2 separate regions of the Hordeum vulgare genome follow, and region 2 is linked to region 1. Evidence: chromatin contacts called from public Hi-C data. All regions are on one chromosome and are shown on one strand. The core of a region is the stretch at or near the end of the contact, and the rest is flanking DNA. Distances in the headings are between cores, read along the strand shown.

Region 1 (2,619 bases), core at 36-2,535:
CCGAAATTCCTAACAAATCGGCGGTAGTATCCTACGAGACCCAGGAAACTCCATTTGCTGCACAGACCTTGTAGCTGAATGTTATTCATGGACTCACAAATAGTGGACGCAACATCATGGCCTACCTGCCTACCCACCTGGCTTTGATACCAGATGTTAGGGAACGAGTGGTGGATACACTCGATCTACTAATTGAGCTCACGAATTCGAGTCATAGGTAGCGATTACAACCGGATTACATGAATTGGGAAAGGGGATCGCTGGTAGGAGGAAGAACAGGTAGCCATCGCCGTCGGCTCCATGATCCACTGGATGTCGTTCCCCTCTGTGCGCGTGGCTTCAAGTACTGCCGCGGCTAGCTTCAGCTGGCCCAAGCCGGCCCGTGGTAGTAGGGGTTGGGCCGTCTGGGCTGCACAGGTGGTTCGGCAGTGTTGGATTAGGGGTTTTCATTGCCCTCTGGATCCCCCATGTCAGGTACGCTAACACCAACCTCGCCCAAACCATGATTCCCCTCGCCTCGAAGCCTAGCCGCCGCCGCACGTGCATCATCACGGCCCGATGCACCGCCCCTGTCGCAGTGCATGTAACAACCCGGAAGCGATGCTCCAGCAGATTCCCCTTTTATTCCGTTGTCGCTGTGTGATTATTTTGTTCGTCGCATTTATCATCGCATTATGCGCATCATCCGCATTGGGTCGACACTTTGTTGCCTTCATTTTTCAAAACTTGCATCTGTTATTAGTTGTTGGTTCTATCCATTTTGTCGTTGACCGTTTCAAGACCAACCACACACGCACGCGCCCGTAACATCGTTAAAATATTTGTTTTTAAAATTATGTATGAAACTTTTTCAGATTGGGTTGAAACTTGAAGTGCGGTCTTTATCATAGTATAGGTAGGTCGCGTGCCAAATTTCGTCGCATTCGTAGTTTGTTTCTTATCCGAACCATTAAACCTAGAGAGACACTAGAGCCGGTTTATTAACGGACGTTTTTTGATTTTATAAACTTTGTGTCGGGCTGCAAAACTTTCCTCTCATCCCGCCTAACCCATCTACACAGCCCAACCTAATCCATCATAGCCCACCTAGCCACCCCTCCGCTTCCGAACCGTTCGATCGTGATCAAACGATTCAAAAACGATGCAAAAAACCAAACCCTAGCCTCCCTGCTATTTATAGGCAACCCCAACGTCCATTTTTGGCCTTCCCAGCCCCTCTCCTTGAAATCCGGTGCCGCCCACTTCCCCTTGGCCACTTGGCGTCGTTGTAGTCGCCTCTGTGGCCAACTGAAGGGTCCCACATCAGCCCTGGCGCCGCCCCAGCCACTGCGGCCTGCCACGGCCCGCAGCAGGCCCGCCATGGCCCGCGGGCCCCACGCCTTGCACGCCCCGCGCGTGCTCCTGCGCCTCCCTGGTGCCCTGCGTTCACCTGCCTCATCGGAGCCCCGCGCCGCCGCCTGCGCTGCAAGTCGCCGCCCCATAGCCGGTCGTCGGACCCTCCCCGAGCCGGATCCGATCGCCCGCGCCCGTCTCTCTTCTTCCGAGCTCTCTCCCCCTCTCCGTGACCCCATTTCTCTCCTCTCCGCTCGCAGGAATCAGCCGCCATGGATTGTCCTCCCCGCCTCGTCGTCGCCGGGTCTCGCCGGATCCGGCAGCTCCACCTCGGGATCGGCCCGTTCCCCGCCGGATCCGCGTGTCCCAGGCCTCCTCCGCGCCTCGTCGTCGCGCCAAGCCGCCGCCGGCGCCGTTGACCGCGCCACCGGTCCTTGCGAGCGCTCGCTCGTGCGAGCCTGTTGCTGGGGAAGACAGCCAATGGTCTGTTATGTAGCTTATCCATTAGACCTATTTGAGGAGGGAGCATAGCATCGGGCCAGCCTTGCCCGCGTTGTGGGCCGCCAGCCGTCGGGGCCGCATCGGACGGCCTGCCCGCGCAGCCGAGTCGACCCCAAGCCCAGCGAGCTAGCCCAGCTCGTCCAGGCTAGATCTGGCCTAGGGTGAGCTCCCCTCTATGCCTCGCCCATGCACATTTTGTTTATCCAACGACCTGCCGTGTTGACCCAACTCTGTGCAGATTAGGCCCGTGCCATGTCTTTTTCCACATGTGAAATTGTCTAATTTTCAGGATATTGCATAATTGCATATTATTGCATAATTTTAAATTGCTAATAACTAAATAATCGTGCATCGTATGAAAATATTCTAGCTATGTAAAATGACTAAAAATTTATGTTGATTAATAATTTCCAAATTTCATGCATGTTTAAAGTTGTTTGACCTACTGTTTGCATTGATTTACGTGATGCCATATTAAAATGATTTAATGCATAGCAAATTAATCGTGCATCGGATTAAAATAACGCCAACATGAAAAATGCTTAAAATTTCATGTAGATTCACAATATCCAACTCTCTCATGTGTTTCAAATGTTTAAACATGATGTTTAATTAAATTTGCGTACATGTCATGTTAAAACGGTTTGTCTCATATGTGATTAACCGTATCTCCGATTAAAATGTCCCACATATATAACTTGGTTAGAAAAATATGTAAAATAACATGGTAGCCTTTATTTTTTTGTTTAATAACTCTAAAATTTTATTATAGGCATAACAATATCG
Region 2 (2,619 bases), core at 71-2,570, 600 kb after region 1:
CAGAACCTTTTTTGGGTGGCCTCACAATCCGCCTTGTTGCAACAATAACAACGTCCTGCATTGAGTCATAGTCAACTACACAATTCAGCAAGCATGGAAGAAAAAGGAACTTGGCTAACTTCTGCTTCAGCTTAATTGGGGGGTTTGGGCATGTTTCATAGGTGAAAGATACAACTACTAGGAAATTTCTCCATCGGCATATTTTTGGCAATTACAGGAAGTGACATGAATACAATAATTGTCTAAACAAAATTAGGGGGTATTGGCATGTTTAATAGGCAAAAGACATGACTACTAAGAAATTTCTCCATCGGCGTATTTTTAGACTAACAAACAAATTCTTCATTAGACAAATAACATTGAATGGAAGATGCCAAACATTGTAAATGACACCTGACAAAGAAGGCAATAAGAAATAACGGCCACAGCATTCGAGTAAATACATCTCTTCCAAACCGAAAACACATGCCCATTCGTACAGCGTCCTAGTTGTAGACGAGGTAGCATACTGGTGAACATTGCACACACACAGGTATCGTATTGTATTTGTAGTAGCAGAGTGCAGTGCAAAACAGAACAGGATTCAGGCGGAGCGTAGACACATGCTCTCTGGTAAGGCAGTAAATTGTTATGGCTATAGGGGATTACCATCTTGTCTACGCAATCTACAACACATAAGCAATCCTTCTGACTAGCAAACTTACTCCAACTGACTCCTATGTGAAATAATGATTACTAGATCAGACTGTTCTTCAAAGGAAAGGATTCTAACAAGGTGAATGGCATTCCACAAACCTTGCCGCTGAACTTCTTCTCGAGCTCCCTGACGAGCCTGACGTGGATCTTCCTGAAGGACTTGCGGAGCCTGTACGGGACGTGGATGACCACGGCCTTCCTGTTCCCTGCAACATCCATCTGGCTGCAACAAGAGGCCGCACAAACCAGAAACCATCATCGCCTTCACTGCCAATTGGACTGCTCAACTGAAACGAAAATCAAGGTTAAGGCTGGCTGATGGCTTACAAGGCGGCGTTGATGTAGAGGTCTTTGACGTCGCTCTTGAGCTCCTGGTTGCCATTCTCCAGGTCGAAGAAAGCCTACAAAGACGAAACGGCGGTGGTGAAACACGGAGCCCAGAGACCACACGCAAGGGCAGTGACGTCAGACGAGAGGGCTTCCTAGCTACCTGCGCGACGGAGTCCTCGAACTCGGAGGGCTCGAGGCCCTTGTCCTTCTGGATCTTCTTCCTCGCCGTGTACATGGTGCTTTCGCCCTTTCTTCGCCTGAGGTCGAGGTGTGGCGGCCACGGAGGTAGGGTTTAGAGGCGGCCGCGAGTAGTGGGATATGTTTTTATAGGTCTAAGGGGATCCCAAAATGTTTGTGGGCTGGGCCATGCTGGGCACAAAAGGCCTGTTGCATTGGCCAATATCGATCTTTATCAAGATTTGTTTTTTCGGACTCGTGTTTGTGGAAATTCATCCATAAACATAAGTCAAAGTCCGACGAACACACACTGTTCCATTAGCAGATTATCAAAAAGGTTTTAACAGATTCAATATAAAGATTCATAACAGCGGATCAAAGAAGCACGTACATGTGCTACCTGCTTCTTCTTCCTTTTTTATGAGAATCATTGCCACTTTATGCCACTTTATTCAACGTTTAAAGTCTTGTCTCATACAATCTCCAAGCTAACACACTCAGGAGACACATGGATCCAAGTTTTACATAAGAATTTCAAGCAACCTTCCCTAACTAAGACATGTGCAACTTTGTTTGCACAACGTCGCACCCAAACAACCCTACAATCTACGAAAGAACTGATCAAGCCTTTTACTTCATCAAGCAATTGACCATTAGTCCCTACAAGCTACCTCCCTCCCCTCCCACGATAGAGTCGCTGGCCACCTCGACCACGACGGCCACCACACCCCGGCGATGCCCGCCCGGGTAGGGACGCCACCTCTCCACACCTCATGGGGCGCTCCCGCCCCGCATGCTTCGAATCTGCGCGGTCCACCTCAGTAGACAACAAGGAGTGGGGGCAACCGGCCTCGGTCCGTGATCTCGCCAGGTCCAGCGGTCCATCAGATCTGTTGAACTCTCAGCCTCACCCTGGCTCGTCAACGGCAACCCCAAGCTCCCGCTGCGAATCCTGCTCCGGGGGGAGTGCTCCAAGACCGCGGCCGCCTTCTCCACCCCGGATACTGCTAGGGATCCCTCTTTCGGGCAGTAAAGGCTAAAACCCATTGTGGTTCGCTCTTCCCCGTGCCTGAGCCCCTTCCCTTCAGGCCATTGCAATGAATGGACGAAAGTCGAATACCGCAAGAAACGTCGTGCCACCAAACGCCCTCAGCTCGGTCCGGAGAACGCTCCGCGGCTGCGCTTTTGTGACAGCCCGAGACCGACGCTCCAGAAGATTCCCTTTTATTCCGTTGTCGCCGTGTGATTCATTGGGTAGTTGCATTTGTTGGAAATATTCCCTAGAGGCAATGATAAATAGTTATTATTATATTTCCTGGTAAAAGATAATCGTGTATTATCCATGCTATAATTGTATTGAATGAAAAATAGATACATGTGTGGATACATAGACAAAACAATGTCCCTAGCAAGCCT

Evidence for each region. Hi-C and Micro-C count contacts between places; a contact is called where the count stands out from the background.
Region 2: a Hi-C map of seedling shows a contact between it and region 1, with 2.6 times the contacts expected there. The contact joins the promoter of LOC123427783 here to the enhancer-like site in region 1. A contact is called at or near these places in 1 of 6 Hi-C or Micro-C datasets (seedling) and 1 of 1 datasets of contacts at active chromatin or transcription factors (embryo).

The regions. Positions count from the first base shown.
Region 1 is chr1H:157,970,821-157,973,439 of MorexV3_pseudomolecules_assembly, forward strand. No RefSeq gene overlaps it. Among protein-coding and RNA genes, the nearest start is that of LOC123427766, 100 kb to the left of the region's middle. Within about 2 kb of position 1,286, at least 3 of the 3 cell types and tissues checked have open chromatin away from gene starts, as enhancers often do. A contact at or near this core is called in seedling, where this site is marked.
Region 2 is chr1H:158,575,421-158,578,039 of MorexV3_pseudomolecules_assembly, forward strand. It overlaps LOC123427783 (40S ribosomal protein S7), which reads right to left and starts at 1,321. Exons shown (of 5, transcript XM_045111903.1): 1 at 1,187-1,321; 2 at 1,024-1,097; 3 at 796-919; 4 at 1-55. The coding sequence starts at 1,261.